Linked DNA regions of Gossypium raimondii: region 2 is linked to region 1. A link is a contact called in public Hi-C data. All regions are on one chromosome and are shown on one strand. The core of a region is the stretch at or near the end of the contact, and the rest is flanking DNA. Distances in the headings are between cores, read along the strand shown. Region 1 holds the start of LOC105793839 (NEP1-interacting protein-like 1). Region 2 overlaps LOC105793843 (serine/threonine-protein kinase BSK1).

Region 1 (2,861 bases), core at 237-2,736:
AAGCATATTAATGTTATTTTTATTTCATATTATTTAAATTTTTTTATTTTTAATTAATGTTTTGATGATATTTTTTTAATTAATTTTATATGTATATTATTATTTTTCTTTCAATTAATATTTGATTTTATAAAGTCTGGCAGCATGTTTTCCTCGTGAGTTTTCATAGGCTGCTAACTGGCACTTTCAGATGTTGATTGAAATCTTATTTCTTTTTTCAACTTTGGCAGAGGTCTTTTGAATTTCGTGTCAGCTTCCTTGAAATTAGTTGCGAATGACATCGGTGATGGAAACCCAAGCCTAGTTTGCCTTATGTTACGTCAACAATATGAAAATGTAGAAAACAAAGGAATTTACCACAAATTACATGGGGAATGGTTTAAATGTAAAAAGAAATAAATTGGGAGCTCCACCGTACGTACAAAGAATCTGAATGGAAAATAGTCAAAATTTTCTCCTGCATAATGGGCAAGATTTATGCCCCATTAACCACTTTTGAACACACGATATATGGAACGTATGGTGACATTGTGGCAACCTATGAACTGTTTCCCACGGTAAAAGGTCCTGGAATTTTGAAACCAACCATCAAGAAAAGCAATCATGAAAATTGATAAAAGAAAAAAAAAAGAAATAAAAAAAAGAGAACCTCAAGGCAAATGGAACAAGGGTTTGTGTTGCTGAGTACATTTTCTTCTGTGATTCTCATCTTTGGAATTTTGTCCATCGAATCCTCTGACAACCCTTCCTTATTCCAGGGGACTTGGATGAATGGAGTAGTAGATTCAAATACGTTTATCTAAAACCCAAAACCAAGGATTTCAATGGCAGCCGCAGGGACAAATGCTTTATAGAAAGATGGTATCTTACCGGTTGAAGGAGATACCTCGTTGCCAATGCCGAATCATTAGAACTGCAAATTAGGAGTGAAATCTGGAACAACTTGATGGACAAAAAACTGCCTTCCATCACTCCAACTGCGACTCCATACATAAGACCCATCTTTGTTTTTGCCCCAACAAAAGCTCCGGTCAGGCCTCCTAAAGTTGCTCCAACTGCATGAACAGATTTTTTCTTTAAAAAAAAAAAAGCAAAAAAAAATATGAAAACAAAAGGGAAAAATGAACTAACCCACTGCAAATATGAAGATGAAGATTGCAAAAAACAGTTCAGTAATAACTGCCGAAGCTGCTGAGCAGCAAAATTTCCTGGCCTCTTGAGCCAGAAAGCATGGCATGATAAAGGAAGAAGAAGGGCAGATGGTAAAGTCCATTGGGAGAAGTTTCAAGTTTAGGTTTACTGTTTGAAGACACCTAGAAATTTATAAATTGTAGGGCAATTGAGAAGGATTTATGGCAATGGAAATATATGAGACTGAACCAAAGGAGAGGTCAAGGAAGGAGGACCAACTTGGTGGGAAGGGAAAGAAGCGGTGATGGGTGAATTAAAAATGATATAGGTGAAACGGAAGGGATAGATAATCACCTAATTGTATAATACATTACTCTGAAACTCCTACTTGGTAAACCTTTACGTTATTTTTTCTACTATAATTGAATAATTATAATATTATTTTTAAAGTTCTGAAGACGTGGTCAAAGTGGTGGGCTATAATCTCCCAACTGAATCTTTTACTGAACTAACAAAAGCAAATGGTACATGTACCAAAAAAAGGCAAATCAAACTTATCTCCTCAATTTCTTATTTCTCTATTTCTTTGTTTCGAAAGCAACGGTTGTGGATCATTTTACAAATATTATACATTATTACTACTCTTCTTATCTTATTTTTTATTAAATTTATATGTGTTTAAAAAAAACGTTTCCTGTTTGTATGAGTTGTCAATGGGATTGGAGAGTTGACTTATCCCCAAAAAAAAACCGCGTTATTATTATTTTAATAATCTTCTTACAAGATCTTATCTATTTTTTTACACAATACCTATAACTAGTCATAACTCATCCCTAATCTATGAACATGAGGATAATGCCACGTTCTCTTATATTGACAACAATGTTCATGCCAATCGAGTTAGAACTCAATCGGCAAAACCATATTACTATCTAAAAATAATATTATATTTAAAAAATTTATATTAATCTTTATATATTTTACTAATTAAATATAAATAAAACTATTTAATTGAGAACAAAAAATTTATATTTAAAATAGTGAAAATAATTCACAAGTTCTTGAAAAAGTTTAAAAATTAAAATAAAAAATTAACATAGGAAAACCAAGAACCAAACTAAGCTGAAATCGAATTATAATGGATGCTTCAAAAAGTCCTAAAAACCCATTCAAAACAAAGCGATATCACTCCTACATATAATTAACATTATGGTAAATTATAGTATTTACAATTAACATTATAAAAAGAAGGTAGATTAGTAATGATGTGTAACCTTAAATGTGCATCTAACCTTATAGCATAATTGGGTAGGAACCCTCACTTGCCTATAAATACCCTAAGGATCAACTTGGTATCGGGACTTCTCTCTACTCTCAACCCTAATACATTAAACCCTCTACCACACTACACCAAAATAGGCTTTTAGCGGCGCTTTTTTAAGTATTTAGCGGCGCTAAAAAACGAAGCTAAAAGTGAAAGCGCCGCAAAAAATACCGCTATTGACAACGTCGCTAACTTTAGCGGCGTTTACGTGAAAAAATGCCGCTAAAGATCATGGTCTTTAGCAGCGCTTTTCACACAAACGCCGCTAAAAATCATGACCTTTAGCGGCACTTTTACCACAAACGTCGCTAAAAATCATAACCTTTAGCGGCGCTTCTATTACAAACGCCGCTATAAAAATAACTTTTAGCGGCACTTTTTCACAAATGCCGCTAAAAACATGACT
Region 2 (2,993 bases), core at 308-2,807, 96 kb before region 1:
GATCTCACAGCTATCCATCAAATTTTGGTAATGACACATTACAAAGATGATGAAGGAACAAATGAGGTAAGTAATATCATAGAACTGTAGATTTGTGGATGCCTACCTATTATGTGGTGTTAAATTCGTTTGGATATGGACTGGTTCAGCTCTCCTTTCAAGAGTGGACTCAACAAATGAGAGATATGTTGGAGGCAAGAAAGCGGGGAGATGTAGCATTTCGTGACAAAGAGTTTAAAACTGCTGTAGATTGTTATTCTCAGGTATACATTCCATTTCTTTCTGGGATGAACAGATTACATTCATTCACAGAATTTGTGTGGTCTGAAAAGGCGCAGAGCCTGTTGCCCGAATTACTTTACTTCATTGTGCTTGTAATGTATCAGTTGGAATCTGTGGGCTTTTGGCTCTATAGAAAAATGAGAGTGGGGGAAATTTGAGATTCTTATTGGTTATGGTTTATGCATTGGAGCACAATTTGGAAGCTCCATAGATAATTGGAAAAAGGAAAATAGATAGCATTTTTCTGCATTAATGGTTAATTTGATCCCATTTTCTTTTCAGTTCATAGACGTTGGAACCATGGTTTCTCCAACTGTTTATGCACGAAGAAGTCTTTGTTATCTTCTGTGCGATCAACCAGATGCTGCCCTCCGAGATGCAATGCAAGCACAATGTGTGTACCCCGACTGGTCAACAGCATTTTACATGCAGGCTGTAGCCTTGGCCAAGCTAGACATGCAGAAGGATGCTGCTGACATGTTGAATGAAGCTGCGGCACTAGAAGAAAAAAGGCAACGGGGCGGCAGAGGATCTTGAGACGTTGGTTCAAGTTTGTGGCTCTGTAACGTTCTTATTTTTTGTATGGGTGGGGGCCTAAAGAGCAATTTGTGGCTGTCCTTGTGGTTGTTAGCAAACATGCTGAGATTAATGTATAATGGAAATTGAAATTGTGGTTTTGTGCCAAGCAATTTATGGGATGATGTAATGTGGAGGGAGGAAGGCATTTGTTTTGCATTGCCATCACCTTTTCCTGTTCTTTGATTTTAATGAAATAATTGATTTCGTTTATTATAGTTTTTACTTGTCTTTGAAGAAGAAATATTGCTGAGTTTTGTTTCCAGAACCAACTATTATGTCTCAAGGATATGTTTCAAAATTTAAGTATTCATATGGAAGATCAATTAGGATATTTAATATATATATATATTTAGCATAAAGTTTGATTTTCCAATTGGAATGTTGAAATTCTATGTCACATTTGGTACTTGTATTTTAATAAAATATTTCATGTGATACTTGTATATTAAAAATGTCTAATGTGATACTTAAATTATCAATATTTATTTTATTATGGTACGTATTTTTATAAAATGTTTAATGTGTTACTTTTTATCCTCTCCTCTGGAGTCATGAAGGGACGGAGGAGTGGCCTTTCAAACCTTTGGCCCTTTTAGCTGACAGTGGTTTCATAGAGCTAGTAGAACTTCTCTTGCCTCCGTCTCTACTTTTTTAAATTGGCGTTTTGCTTATCAACCTTTATATCTTCCATATTTTGAGCCCTCTTAGTCAAAGCAGTAAATTCTCTCAACTCTAGAGCCCCAACAAGCAAACAGAGGTCTTCTTCGGTGGCCACAAATTCCCAAGCATGCTTGCTCAACCATACAATTTTTCTTTCATTTCCACTACAGACATATTGCTTTGTTTAAGTTGGATAAACTCTCTTTTTCTTATAAAGGTAAAATCAGCTCACATATTTCTTTCCGAACTCATTTAAGAAGAAGTCCTAGTTCACATGGTCTCAAGGGGTCACGGTGGTTGTTAGCTTGATTGATCAAACCAAAATTGTCAAGAGGGGGGTAAATTAACCTTTAAAAGATTTGATGAAAGCAAAGGAGTATGAAACAATGAATGCAAAGATTTAGAGTGGTTTGGCCCCAATTGCCTACTCCACGACCTTATCTTTCTATAACTAAGGATTTTTTGAAATTCACTAATTTGTTCAGCATTTAAGGACAATGTTTAACCTTACAACTCTCTAAAGATTTCTACCCAAATCTTAGGACAAACCCTCTCAAAGAATTACAAAGGAGCAAACTAAGAAATAATCCTCACAAGATCAGAATGTTTGCCAATAAAGCACAAATAAACAAGAATACACTTGAACTAAAGAATAACAATAGAAGCTTGTAAGTGTGTATAAGAAAAATATGAAAGAATTGAGCACTAAGGTTGAATTGATTGATCTTTAAGCTTAATTATATCTCTAGTTGTTGTAGGACCATCAGAAGCTGGTATTTATACCTTCTACTTCATTTCCAACCGTTGTGGTTGTTGGGAGAATAAATAAAGTCATTGGGATGGAAATACCAGACCATTAAATTCACCTACAAAAAAATGTATCGATATTTTTTGTCCAAGTATCGTTACTAGAGATATTTAATATTTGATTCAGTGACCGTTAAAATTAGTTTCCAACGATACCAAAGATGATTTATTGATACTTGGTAAAAGGTATCGATATAATTTTATGGGTATTGATACTTTTTGACATTTTTAATAGATTATGAAAACAAAATGCAAAATTGGTATTGATATAAATTTTGGTATTGTTAAATGTTAATAAGTATCGATATAATTTTCAAGATATCGATATTTATTGTTTGTGTTCAATTTTTATTCAAAACAAAAGCGATTTGGTATCAATAAAATTATGAAGTATCATAAAATTTTACAAGTATTGATACACTTTGGAAAACATCGATACTTCTTGTAGGGAGCGCTTTTTCAATTAATTTGAAATGGTTTTGATTAAGTTCAAGAGTTTAAATTTATTTTCAGATTTGTCAAAAATATTCTAAGTGTTTAAAGCATTTTCTAAGATGTTTAAAAGTTTTGAAATATTATTCATGCTTAGAATTCTTTGTTCAAAAATAAATTTATATTTTAAGGAAATATTTGTTATATCAAAATAATTTAACAAATAAAGCTAG

What was found. Hi-C and Micro-C count contacts between places; a contact is called where the count stands out from the background.
Region 2: a contact with region 1 is called in a Hi-C map of leaf, with 1.8 times the contacts expected there. The contact joins the enhancer-like site here to the promoter of LOC105793839 in region 1. A contact is called at or near these places in 2 of 2 Hi-C or Micro-C datasets (both in leaf).

The regions. Positions count from the first base shown.
Region 1 is chr3:20,968,148-20,971,008 of ASM2569854v1, reverse strand. LOC105793839 (NEP1-interacting protein-like 1) reads right to left here and starts at 1,486. Exons shown (of 4, transcript XM_052627779.1): 1 at 1,132-1,486; 2 at 871-1,040; 3 at 650-799; 4 at 290-567. The coding sequence starts at 1,273. The coding sequence ends at 445.
Region 2 is chr3:21,063,760-21,066,752 of ASM2569854v1, reverse strand. It overlaps LOC105793843 (serine/threonine-protein kinase BSK1), which reads left to right. Exons shown (of 9, transcript XM_012622703.2): 7 at 1-66; 8 at 150-263; 9 at 565-1,071. The coding sequence ends at 819. Among protein-coding and RNA genes, the nearest start is that of LOC105793843, 4.8 kb to the left of the region's middle. Within about 2 kb of position 1,557, the one cell type or tissue checked has open chromatin away from gene starts, as enhancers often do. A contact at or near this core is called in leaf, where this site is marked.